2 separate regions of the Pan troglodytes genome follow, and region 2 is linked to region 1. A link is a contact called in public Hi-C data. All regions are on one chromosome and are shown on one strand. Each heading gives the region's core, a stretch centred on a gene start, on an enhancer-like site or on the middle of the called end of the contact. The rest is flanking DNA. Distances are from core to core; before and after follow the strand shown. Region 1 has its middle 21 kb from the start of MRPL23. Region 2 holds the start of IGF2 (insulin like growth factor 2).

The links. Hi-C and Micro-C count contacts between places; a contact is called where the count stands out from the background.
Region 2: a contact with region 1 is called in a Hi-C map of stem cell-derived neural progenitor cells, with 4 times the contacts expected there. The contact joins the promoter of IGF2 here to the enhancer-like site in region 1. A contact is called at or near these places in 3 of 7 Hi-C or Micro-C datasets (induced pluripotent stem cells and stem cell-derived neural progenitor cells).

The regions. Positions count from the first base shown.
Region 1 is chr9:6,231,047-6,237,500 of NHGRI_mPanTro3-v2.0_pri, reverse strand. No RefSeq gene overlaps it. Among named protein-coding and RNA genes, the nearest start is that of MRPL23, 21 kb to the right of the region's middle. Within about 2 kb of position 4,205, at least 4 of the 24 cell types and tissues checked have an H3K27ac peak or open chromatin away from gene starts, as enhancers often do. A contact at or near this core is called in induced pluripotent stem cells and stem cell-derived neural progenitor cells, where this site is marked.
Region 2 is chr9:6,410,887-6,417,340 of NHGRI_mPanTro3-v2.0_pri, reverse strand. IGF2 (insulin like growth factor 2) reads left to right here and starts at 2,510. Exons shown (of 4, transcript XM_016920179.4): 1 at 2,510-2,595. It overlaps IGF2-AS (IGF2 antisense RNA), which reads right to left. Exons shown (of 3, transcript XR_002938414.3): 2 at 3,634-3,805; 3 at 1,486-2,843. It also overlaps the pseudogene LOC134807324.

The DNA of each region.
Region 1 (6,454 bases), core at 2,956-5,455:
AAAACCCATTCTATTTCTCCACATGTCTACCTCGTCCCCCATCCGTCTCCATTCTCCTAGTCTCCCGCCTGCCAGCCCGGCCCTGGCACCAGCCACTTGGCAGCCTCCTCCTCCTCCTCCCAGAACCTTCTCTTTCCTTCCTGGTCCCATCTCAAACTGCAGCAAGCTGGTCGAAAGGTGAGACCAGGCTGGGAGGAGCTGTGGGCCACGGAGATGGTGGCCGGGGGAGGTATGGGAGGTGGGAGGGCAGGCGGGCCAGGTGGGGAGCAGGGCATCTTGCCATGGGAAGGGCTGGAGGAAACACCGCATCCAGGGATGGCCAGAGCTCGCCTGGAGCCCCTGAAGGTCTTGCTTTTAGAGCCGGGTGGGGCTGCTGTGTGGCCAAGCCGGGCGAGTGGCCCCATCCCGGGTCCGGGGCTCCTGGCGTCTGCCCTGGAGCCCACCATGTTGCAGTACTGCGTGGCCGTCCATTGCTGCTCTCTTCACTGTATGACCGGGGGTTCCCTCTGTGCCCCTCAAAGCCCCAACTTGCCTGGACTTTGGGTCTGCAGCTGGCGCATGGGAATCTTCCCACATGGCAGCGTAGGGTGACTATGGAGCCGACACCAAGGCTGCCAAGGTCTTACTTGAGTAGAAGACTTCCATCCTGAGCGATCCTGTTGGCCGGTCCTCCGGATCCAGCCTTCCTGGGAATGCGGCCACCCACAGGACTCCAAGCGGGTCTGGGGTCCCTGGTCCCCCAGGTTGACCACCCCTTGCTGCAGCTGCTCCGGAAACAGAGGGTGCTGCCCTGGCCATTTTGCTCCTTGCTGGGTGTCTGGGAGGGCTGCGAGGGGAGGAAGAAGGGCAGGGAGAGGTGAGAGACCCGAGAGAAGGGGGAAGGAGTCTCAAAGGAGGGGAGGGACGGCCGGCCAGCACTGTGGCGCAGTGTGCAGGAGGGGAACATGGCGGTGCCCGGCACGAGGTGGGGTGCGGGGCAGCCCTGGAGCCCTGGCTGCCTCTCCCAGCAGTGGGTCCGGCACTAGCTAGCCAGCTGAGCTTGCTGTGTTTGGAGTCTGCAGAAAGTGCTGCCCCGCCAAGCCCCACAGGCCAAGCCAGGCCCGAGGGACAGGAAGGAGCATGGGGCCTTCACTCACTGCCCAGCCCGGGGCACGGCCGGCCCATCTCCCATTTCCAGGGCATCCGGGGACGGGCACGCCCCGGATACTTACTGCCCTGTCACTGGAGGTTAGCATCCTCCCTCGTCCGGTGCCCTGCCCAGGTGGCTGTTACCTCCCCTACCTCCTCCAAGACCCTGAGCAGGGGGAGAAAGAAGGTGGACAGAGGCACCCGACCTCCTGACCTGAGTGTGGTCCCCGCTTTGTTCCCCCTTCCTCTGCCCCCAGTTCTCACTGCGAAGGAGGAGAGGGCTCACCTGGGGTGGCCCCACGTGCCTGCCAGCCTTGGTCCAAGACTGCAGAGAAGGGTCCCTGAGGAGGTGGGGAGGAACCCAGAGGCAGATCCTGAGGGTCTTCCCTGAAAGAGGAGGGCTGGTGGGCAGCAGGAAGATCCGGGATTGTGCCCTCAGCTGCCCTCTCTGTCCTGACGTGTCACCCGCTAAAGGTCATGGGCCAAGGAGGGACCGGGCAATGTCCGGGAGCCATAGAGTTGGGATGGCCTGGCCAGGCTGGGTGTGGGGTCTGTTGGGGATCCCAGGTGAGGGGAAGGAATTGGGAGTGGACCTGGGCCCGAGGCAGGTTGGGTGGCTGGTGCAAGGCAGAGGGCTGGCCCCGGGGGCATTCTGTCCTGGTTCCTCTGTCCCCTCACCCAGTTCGTGAGCATCCCTCGTGGAGCAGGCCCCAGGGAGATCACGGGCGGCGGGTGGGCAGATGGAGTGCAATATCCCCCAAGGAAAGTGTATTGTGAGGTGGTGGAGGGCAGGGCCGGAGAGGCCCCAGCTGCGGAGCAGGACGCTGGAGGGCTCAGGGCAGCCGAGCCAGGGCCCGGGGCAGCCGGAAAGTGGCACTGTGTTCTTTTGGGCCGGACCAGAGCCCAGGCAGTGTCAGGAGGTGGATGGTGTGGAAGAGAGAGGAGTTCCAGGGGCGCACTGGGGGGCCCTCTGTGTGGCTGGAAGGTGGAGGGGCGCTGGGTGGAAGGGCTGGCTTCGGGCTGGCGGCTTGGGCTAAGGCAGCCTTGCAGGGGCTGGCTCCTGAACCCACGCATGGCGAGAAGTATGGGCTGGAGCAGCCACAGCATTGGGGAAAGACAGATGGGAGGGCTGGACAGGAAGCAGGGCTGTGGCCAGGCCAAGGCCCCGGGAGGACAGGGACGAGTGGTGGACGTGAGGGTGCAGAGGAGCAAAGTCCAGGACTTGGCCCGGATCGGGATGCTCAGGAGGCTGGGGAAGCTCGGAGGAAGGCAATAGGGGAGCCCGGCTGCCTGCCCCACCCCTGCCACCCTCAGCTCCCTCTGCCCGCCAGGACTCCCGGGCTCCATCAGGTGCCGCAGCACCCTGGCTGTGACATAACGAGGTGGGACAGGGTCAGCAAGGTGACTTCTCGTGCCCCAGTGTTTGCAAATCCCCAAAATGACCCAACAGACAAGCTCAAGGCTGGATTTTCCAAGAGGGCCCCTTCAAGTACCAAAGGACACAAAGAGCAGGCCCTTCTGAGTCTGCGGCCCACAGATGGCAACACGGGCCCCGGACCCCAGGACCACCTTGGGCACAGAGCGGCTGGGCCCAGGAGGCTGGCCTCTCCCGGGGATCCCACGGCTGGCCTGCGGGGCTGCAGCAAACACGTGCAGGGCTTTCCAGAGCCCTGCACAGAACAAAGAACAAAATGGGGAGAGCAGGGCCTGGGCTGAACGGACCACAGGCGGGTGGGCGGAGGGGCACAGCGGCATGGCACCCACTGCCAGGCCGAGGGCAGCTGCAGGGGGCTGGGCTGGAGCAGACCCGGGGTGGGGGTGGGGGCTGGAGGAGGCTCTCACGGCCGGAATCAATAACTCACACTGGGGGAGGGCGGGAGACGTTTGTGGCGGAGCGGGGAGGGGGTGCCGGACAGGGTGTCCCTCCACCCCCAAGTTCAAAGTTTTATGGCGAGCAGGCTTGACTTCCTCCCGCGTCCCTCCTCTCCAGGTGTTATTTGAAAAAAATACTTTTCAAACTACATGCTGAAAACTTCAGCATGAAAATTTAATGTCAGAAACTCTGTAATCTCTTTCCCAGAGATAAGACCCAGCCCCTCGAGGAGGGGCGAACTCGATCCCTCTAACACAGAAAGCAGACGCCAGGCCGGGAAGGCAGGGGCCTGGCGGCCTCGCTGGGGGAGGCTCAGGCTCACGCTCCCTCCCTCCCACCCGCGGCTGGGAGGGGGTGACTGAGAGAGGCCCTGCAGGGCTGGAGCTACAGGGCTGGGGCGAGGGGTCCGGCAGGAGGGGCCGTCCTAGTGCAGCCTGCAGGCCTCGGGCCTTCGGGAAGCACATCCTGCCGCTCTCCCGCGTGCACCCCGCTCCCCGGAACTTGGAGTGGGTGCCGCTGCTGCCAAGGCTCGGGTTTCCATGACGGCTGAGGCCCCTGGCCCTCTCACTCAGACCCTAACTTAGGCCTCACTGAGGGATCAGGTTGTGGACAGCTAAGCTGGGGAAGGACAACGTGGCCACCACCGCCCACGGCCTTTCTGACCGGCAGCGCCGCCCTGGGTTGGGTGGTGGGGGCGTCCTGCACACACGACTCCTGAGGTCAAGCCTGGGTGTGGGGGTCTTGGACTCTGAGCTGCCAGGCCCGCCAGGTCCTGGCCTCAGGGAGACGGGAACAGAGCTGCCACACACCCGGCTCTTGACTCGATTTCTCTGTGGGTGACAGACATAACTTCTCCAAGCTGTTTCCAACAGCCCCCACCCTGAAGACGGCCTCCACCTCAGACATCAGACAACGCCCCGAGCCCCCCCTGCCCAGGGCCGGGAGGGCAGGCTGCCCGGAAGGAGGGTGGGGCTGCCCGGGGGCTGGGTGTGCGCTCCAGACCTGTGTTCTGGGACTGCATTCCGGGGGAGGGGGTGGTGGGAAGGCGCCATGTGGAGCAAACCGGCTGGGCTGGGGGCAGGAGGCCCCCCAAGCGGGGAGAGGGAGGCGTCCGACCGACCGCACTGCTCTGCTGCCCCCACCAGGCAGGCTGAGGCCGGCGTCCCTGGAGACCGGGACCTGGTGGCCCAGCCCAGCACTCCTGAATGAGCCTGAGGCCCCCGTGTCCTGAGAGGCAGGGGGCTCCCTCCTTTGTAGCGGAAGGAGACAGAGGCCTCCTAAAGGGGCCGGACGCCTGCCCAAGGCGCTAATCGCCTGGAAGCTCCCAGAATGTGGGTGTGGGAGAGGCCAAACTGCTTTCTCCCCAAACTCCAAGATGCTGGGCGACCCTGAACCCGGGCCTGGGGACTTGGCCATGTCTGCCCAAGCCCCCTACCGGCCCCCCCATGTGCTTTGCGTGGTCCGAGCCCAGCGGGTGGGGCAGGGCTGGCTTGAGGCTGCCGAGAGGGTTTCTCCCCAACCGTCCTGCCCCCTCCAGGGGACATGGAGAGCCAGACTGGTCTGTTGTCCTGTGTTTGCCTGCCTCTCCCGGTGTTGCCATGGTGATGACACCAGGCATGGCTGGGAGGGGTCATACCTCAGGCAGACCAAGAGTCCTGCGTGTCCACCACAGATGGCACCCCCTCAGGATGCCCACGCCCTGGCCCCCGGCTCCCAGGCCTTGTCGAGAATGTTCCATGAGCCTGACGGACAGGCACAAGGTCCAGCGTGTGAGGCCCAGGCCGCTGCTCCAGCGCCTGCCCTTGCATCCCCACAGCACCCCGCCCAGCCACCCTGTCTGTCCTCGGGGGCCCCCCAGCCGTCTCAGGTCCAGGCTGCTGGGTGTGAGAAGCGCCCTGGGTTTCTGCTGTGTCCCTGCCCCCTGACGAGGAGCACGTCTCTTCCTGCACCCACAGCCCCACACAGCCCCTCCACGCCCCAGGGTCCCCCAGCCAACCCAGGGTCCTATCTGCTGCTTGCAGCTGAGCCTGCGGCGGGGGACCCCAGGCAAATATGAGGAAGCCTGGGCAGAAGGTGGCCCCTGCAGAAGCTGCTGCCCACGTGCCCCCGCCCCATGCTGCCAGGAGAGGCTCGGACCTCAACAACTTGGGAGTGGCAGAAATGGTCTCTGCATGACCAGTGCGGCCCCTTCTTAGCCCCTTCCTGGGGGTTCCGGAGGGCCTAGCAGCTTCCCTGGCTGGGGGCTGAGGGGCCTCCGGGCGGCGACTCTTGGAAAAGCCTGAGGTCAGAAGAGTTCAGAAACGGCCGTGCTGGCTGGGTCCTCTTGACTGATGTGGACAACTGTGTCCCATCTCCCTGAGCTATTTCTGTTTTCGCAGGAGTCAGGGGAGGGCTGGAACTCTGGCTTCCCGGCATCCCGGCGGGCAACCAGATACCCTCAGATAAAGGGCATTCCTGGAGGCCTTCATCACGCTCCCCGGGCAGCTGCTGGCCCCTCACCCTGCACAAGTGGGCACGTCCTCCCTGAGCCCCGAGGGAGGCTCGGAACACATAGTTTCCCTGTTATGTACCAGCTGAGGGGCCCGGGTGGATTTAGCTGGGGTGAGGCCCAGGGGCCCAGGCGAGCAGGGGATGTTCTGGTAGGGAGGACATGGCTGAGATGGGAAGAGCAGCTGGTCCTAAGCCCCACAGGGCCCCCCCACAGGGTCCCCTCAGGGCCCCGAGCCTGGGTTTTATTTTGGGAGGCACCTTCTAGAGTGTAAGCTGCCTCATCCCGCGGGCACGCGTGGGGTCGCCCAGGACCTAGGGGATCCTTCAGCCGGCTGTCCAGCTCCGGGACTCTGGGTTCCCGGGAACCCTTGGGGGCTGATGTTCTGAGCATGCTTGCTCCGCAGTGTTCTCAGCCACACCTGCACCCTAGCAGGATGCCAGAGGGCTTTTCCCAGACTTCAGAGCTGAGGCCCGGGCCTGGCGGGCGCCCCCTCCTCCAGCAGGACGGGAACCAACCATTCACTCAAGCCACGAGCACCCCATGGGCTGCCCTGAAGAGCTGTTGGGAGGAGAGGGTCCATGATCCCAGGCTCTGAAGACCTCTGTGCCCAGCAGCGGGGCCTCTGGAGGGTGAGGAGGGATGCGTATCAGGAGCAGTCCATTGCCGGCTGGTGGGGTTTGTTTTGTTAAACCGAAAGAAAAACAGCAGCAGCAGCACAGAGCCCCGGGGCAGCTGACCTCCTGAAGCCAGGCAGGGTGCCTGGGCAGGGCCCCAAAACCACAGAGGAGCCCCAGCCAGCCCTCTGGGGAGCAGGGTCAGGCACCCCGACAGAGACTGACCAGGACACACGACCCGGCGGCCCTGCAGCCCCCCAGCACCTCCTCACTGGGGACCAGCCTGTCGGCAGGAGGCAGCCCTGGGGGTCGGGGACACAGTCCCAAGGAAGGCTAGGACCTGGAACG
Region 2 (6,454 bases), core at 1,261-3,760, 180 kb before region 1:
ATTTCCAGTGTGATTTAGTCCAATCTGGTGGATGCTTCTATATGAACCCTCACCCAGCTGCTGCCAGCTTTGAGTCTGTGCTTTAATTAGAAAGGCTGCGAACCTGTCCAATCGCCCAATCCAGAAATGCCTGCAAGTGCCCCCTGCAGCAGTGTCATTAGAGCTTAGTACCACACAGGGTGTGTCCGAGGTCAGATCAGACGTGACCAGTGAAGTGAAAACCCCCCCAGCTGAGTACCTTGCTCATGGAAGATGGAAGGACCTAACTGCACAGTACATAACTGTACTGGGAGCACCTCAAATCCAATTTTTCTGCTCATTCTTGAATGCTGCTTTGTCCCCCTTATCCCCCCCCCCGATTTTACCAGTGCCACGTCCACCAACATTCCGGGGTGTCAAGTAACTGCCAAGTGTCACTCTAAGTAAAGCTACACCCACTCCCCACCACCTCCACATAGCCCCCACCTCCTAGCTGGCAGGGAGCTTCTGGCTTATGCCCACGCCCACAGGCGCCTTTCTGCCAGGTCAGGGGTGGGCCAAACCTCCACCCCCTAATGTACCATGCCCTGGTGCTGGAAAGTGCCTGAGCCAGCTGCCCCAGCGGCCTCAGCACTACCAAGTTGGCACAAAGCTCCCCAAATTCGGAGGGGCTCAGGGAAACGAGTGGAGGGGATGAGGAGGTGAGGGGTAAACCCATCATTTCAGTTGGCATTTGAGCAGGTGCCATGCTCAGCGGAGATGAGGCTCTCCCATCTGTAGGGGCCGTATTAACATGCACACTCTAAAAGTGCCCTTCGTGTCTCCAGCCTCAGCTTTGTCCCTCTCCTCCTCCACGTCAACCTGGCCAGAGGGTCTGGACGCCACAGCCAGGGCACCCCCTGCTTTGGTGGTGACTGCTAATATCGGCCAGGCCGGCGGATCATCATCCAGGCAGTTTCGGCAGAGAGCCTTGGGAACCAGTGACTCCCCGGTCCTCTTTATCCACTGTCCAGGAGCTGCGGGGACTGCGCAGGGACTAGAGTACAGGTAACTGGGCTCCCATCCCTTGAGCGTGAGAGAAAAGCTGCACTTTAAGTGTTCAGGCGTGGGTGGGCCGGGAGCTTGGGGCAGCTGCCAGGATCCTGGTTTCTGAAGGAGGGGAAGAACTGCTGCTGCTGGAGGGTGCAGGGAAGCCTCCTGAGAGCAGCCTCAACTTCAGGGATGGGGTGTGCAGGAAAGGCCATTGTGGAGAGGGTTCTTCTTTAGGGCTGCACAAAGCCACTGAGGCTTTTGCAAGGAAAATAGGTTTTCCTTGACTAATTCACCAAGCAAAATGGGAGGGGTAGGGGAGGAGGGCTAGGCTGCTCTTCCCAGCGGGAACACACAGCTGTCTTCACAAGTGTGAAAGGAAGAGTCTTTCTGTGTGAAAAGTTTCCTCCCGTTGCATCCCCCATCCCATTCCCAGAGACAAACAGGAGACTTTGCAGAGGAGCCAGGGGCCCGAGATTCTGGCGCAGATATTTTATTTATATATATATATATATATATACACCATTTTAAAGGTAAAGCTTCCTTCCCTCCTGCCTCCCTATGCCTCCTGACCACCAGCAAGAAATTGGACAGGAGACTGAGGAGAAATGCCGGGAGAGGCAACAACGGCCCTCCATGTCCCCCTAGGTTTAGCTTCTCTCCTCCTGATGGCGCACCTGGTCCCCCTTGCTGCCCTCCCAGCCTCCCTGGCACAGAGAGGGGCCCTGGGGCCAAGGCAGTTTCCCTGGGAATGCTCATTCATGCATGAAGTTTTTCTCTGTTGCACCCTGGACCCAGACTCCTCAATCCACCCAGGGTGGTGTCTGTGGGGCGGGGGTTCATTTCCCCAGGAAGCACAGCCACCCCCTCCCTCACTGGCCTCGTCAAGCAGAGCTGTGTGTCCAGTGGCTTTTGCTGGGGCCCCCTCCTTATCTCCTTCCAAGGTGGGGGTGTTTGGAGGTGGAGGAGGCTTTCATATTCTGTGCCATGACCCCTCAAGGCGGGCCATTCGTGTGCACCCTCCACCCCCAGTGCCAGGCAGAAGCCCATCCTCACCCAGGAACAGGGCAGCTGTCCAACAGAAGGGTCTCGGCCTCTCCATCAGCACCGGGAAGCCCTTTCTAGGCAAACTTCTCACCACTTCTTCCCTCCCTTATACTTTGAAAACGGGAGCTCTAGGCGGGGGAGGGGCTAGAGGGGGAGCCGCTGCCCAAATCCTGACAAGGTGACCTGAAGGAACCCGGGGAGGGGGATGGCACAGGGCTCAGGCTTGGGGTGTATGGGGAGGGGGGGCTTTGCTTTTAAAAGAGGTCATCTCAGCAATATCTTTTTGTTTTTCCCCAGGGGCCGAAGAGTCACCACCGAGCTTGTGTGGGAGGAGGTGGATTCCAGCCCCCAGCCCCAGGGCTCTGAATCGCTGCCAGCTCAGCCCCCTGCCCAGCCTGCCCCACAGCCTGAGCCCCAGCAGGCCAGAGAGCCCAGTCCTGAGGTGAGCTGCTGCGGCCTGTGGCCCAGGCGACCCCAGCGCTCCCAGAACTGAGGCTGGCGGCCAGCCCCAGCCTCAGCGCCAACTGCAGAGGCAGAGAGGTGAGTGTCTCAGGCACCCTGAGGCCTGGCAGAGAGGGCCACAGGCTCTGCGCGGGAGTCTTCGAACTGGGATCTCCCCCTTCTGCAAGCAGCTTTGGCTCAGAGAGGCTGGCGTGGATTCAGTCACACAGCTGGGATCTGGAGTTCCGTGGTTGGCTCCAGGTGCTTCCGTCCAGGGGCCAGAGCAGGTGTGGGCAGAGCAGGTTCCCCGCAGTCTCCACGGCACCGAGGTCCTGGCAGGGGAGCTCCTGGGAGAGGAAAGAGGGCAAAGAAGGGGAGAGGGGCAGGGAGAGAGCGGGCAGCCAAAGGGGAGAAGATGGGGGGCAGAAAGTGGGTAGAGAGGGAAAAAGGGAAAATATCATTGGGGAAGAACCCAAAAACCCAAGGAAAGCTGGGCTCTGCTGGGGGCTGTGAGACCCCCGGGTTCTCCCCGCCCCAGGCTGCTGGCCATGGGGTCTTGCACCAATGGCCTGACCTTTCTGTCAGTCTGTATTTATCAAAGTGGGTGACAGTCTCAGGCCTCCTGGCTGTTCAGAATTGAGGTAATAACCAGAGGCCTTCTGAGCAAAGGGCCTAAGGGGCTCCGGCGTCAGGATCCCATTGCGGTCAGGAGCCTGCGGGGCTTCCCGTGTGCAAGGGGGGTGAAAGGTGGCTAGAAAGGCCCAGCCAGTGGCTTCTGCCTCAACCAGAGGGAGCTCTGTAGTGGGGACAGCACCCATTCACTGGTCAGGCACTGGGGTGACAGGGGAGGCTCCAGGACTTGGGGAGCGTTGGAGCTGGAGGCACATGGATTGGAGTCCCTGCACCTGCCCCACGACAGGGCCTGCAGGCAGGGATCCAGCAGGTGACCCTTCAGGCTGGTTTGCCCATCCCAGATAGAAGCCGGGAGTGTTCTTTCAAAGGTGTCTTTACCTTAGACACTCAATAAAATGGTAACACAGTGGCGCCGCCTCAGTCCTTTGGAGTGTGCACCGTCTGAACCCCTCTCCCAGGGCCCTCTCCCAAGCACCCCAACCTGGACCCATATCCCCCACATACTTTTGGCTTTGGGCAGATTGAGCAGCCTTGGGGTGGTCTGTGCTGTCTGGTGTGGAGGGTTGCAGTTCGGGTCCTTAGTCTGACTTCCCAGGCCGGCCGGGCTGACGCCAGCGAGTGTGTCCTTCCCCAGCGAGGGGAGCGAGCGCAAGGTCAACGCCTCGTCTGCGGCGCCCTGCAGGGGGTGACGGAGGGGCACTCTGAGGACCCTTGGAGAAAGGAGCTGGGTTTGTAAAATGCTGGGCTTGGTCCCACCGACGGCGGAGCGGTGAGCTCAGCGCCAGAGCTGGGGAGGAAACGGGAATGAGAAAGGCCCACTTCAGGACTGGTGAGCGAGGGGATGGGGAGCAGCCACAGGCCGAGGCTGGGGCATGGGCCAGGCTCCATGGGGTGAGTCTGAGTCCTTGAGGGGATGTTCATCCTCTGTGGAATGTGGGTTTGCCAGTGGAGAGGAGACCAGCGTTGCCCTGGTGAGGTGCTGGTTCACGGCTGGGGGGCGGACGCTGCTTGGGGCTAAAGTTCCCACCAGCCAAGCTCTGGGTGGGAGGAGACCCTGGCCCCCTCCCGACACCCTTGGACTGCTGGCGGGACCCTTCCTACCTCCGGGGGCTGGAAGTAGTGGGGGAGGAGCCAGTCTTGAGGAAGAACCCCGATGCTGGTCTTGACTAGAGGGGAGCCGGTGTGCTTTTTGAGCCCCAGGGTGACCCGCGTCTGCCCCAGCCTCCAGCCTGCCCTGGTCACTTCTGACTAAATAAGGAGAGCACTCAGCAGGCAGCCCCATGAGGGAGGGGGAACATGTGTGTCCCCCCACTCCCCCACCTGCTCCTCCCTCCCTACAGGGCCACTACACCCTGCTGTGGGCACCCCAAGGTGACCCTCAGCCTTCTTCCTACCTCAAAAAGTCCAGGCATGCGTTTCCAAGCATGATCGGTGGCTCCCTGGGGAAAGGCACCTCGGCAGGGCAGAACAAAGGGAAGGGACCCCCAAACAGGTCACTGGTGTAATTGTCCCCAGCACCCCCAAAGAGGAGGAGAACCCACAACTCGGAACTGGGGCTCACCCCCGATGCCCAACCTGTCCCCAGCCTGGGAAGCAGGCGTGGAGCAGAAGGTGGGGGGAGCCTAGAGCTGGCCCTGGGGGCCCTGGTTTTGTCCATGACGGGAGCCTCGGCAACCTAGTCTGCTCTCCCGGGGACCAGGTTTGCAGACAGGCACCTTTCAAATGCTCCTCACCCCCAAATTTACAAGTCACCCTGCAGAGGAAAACATCAACACAGCCCGGGGTTCTCTGCTGGAGGCTCCCCCTTCTATAGGCACAGCCGGAGAGGCCAGAGAGCTGGGGACACGGGGAGGCTGCAGAAGGCTGGTGGGAAGGGGGGCAGTGATGGGTGGGGAGAGATGGGCCAGATGTTCTTGGAATGGGACATGGGGGTGATTGATGCAGACGGAAATTTGAAGGGGACATTCCCACGTGTCTTGTTCTGTGGGTGGAAAATGGGCTGTTTTTCATGGTGGGGGCGGGTTCTCCCTGTCTTGCCAAGCTAATGTGAAAGAGATGCCTCATCCTGCCCAGCTCCCCACACCTGTCCAAGGCCATTAACTTCTGCCTCCCCAGTGTCAGGCTTTGAGATGCCCCCCTTCTAGCCGGGGTCCTCCTATGGGGTGACAATGGGGACAAGCAATGCCCACTGTAGTTGCCCCAGGATCCCCCACCATTCTGCTGGTCCCCAGCGGTGCCCCCTCTCTGGCAGTACCCCCACCCACCCCACAGGTCCCCTTAGGGCCACTGCCCCATCGCCCGACATTGCCCAACGCCAAGGGGTGACCTTGTTCCTGCCGACAGGGCCGTTGGGCGCCTGCATGCGGGTTTAATATTTGCCTATAAGGAACTGGGCTTTCCCCAGCCGGAGTGGACAGACTTTCCCTGAAAATTCGCTTGGAGAGAACGAAAAGAGACCCCTGGCACCCCAGCGGCGTGCAGCCCTGCACCCCCCTCCTCCTGGGCCCCGTGTTTCTCATTTTCCTCCCTACTTCCTCTGCTCTTCAGTGTTACCCAAACAAAACTGGTTTCACCCTTGTTTGGTGCTGGCGAAGGCCCGAATGGCGCGCGCAAAGCTCCGGGGCAGGCCGGAGGTGGCCACCGGGGGTGCTCCGGGCCCCCAAGCCAAGCCGGGGACTAGCCTGCCCCCGGTGGCGGCTCGGCCGCGGCTTCGCCTAGGCTCGCAGCGCGGAGGCGAGTGGGGCGCAGTGGCGAGGGGGAGCCTGCGGACCTCCCACGCGGGGACCGAGCAGGTATCTGGGAGTCCCGGGAGCGCCCGGGAAGCAGCGTCCTGGTCGCTCCCTCGCGGCCCTTGGGTTTCTTCCTTACACCCAGACGCCCGCTAAGCTCGGGCTGCCGCCACAAACGCGCTCTCCGTGTGGAGAAGGCAAAGAAAAAAAAAATAAAAGCAAAAGGAAGAAAAACCCCAAAGAACGAAAAGCAGAATTTCAGCCGGCCGTGCGCGCCAGGGCGCTCCGCGCTACCTGCCCGCGCCGCCCGCGCTCGGGTTCCCGGGGAGGGCGCCAGTGCTCCGCGCGCGCCCCAGCCAAGGTGAATCCCCGGCAGCGCCTTCCTTCCGCGGCCCGGGAAGCTTGAGCTCAACAATTAGCCCTTGATCCTCGGGGGATTCCAATCCACGGAACAACTTCCCTGCTTTCCCCGAACTCGGACATTTTACTTTTTCTGGGATCCTCTAAATTTAAGCATTGCTTCCCAAGTCTTCTAAATATATTCACCATTTCGACGGGTCACAATAATTTTCTTGGACGTTAATTTCCGGGGACGT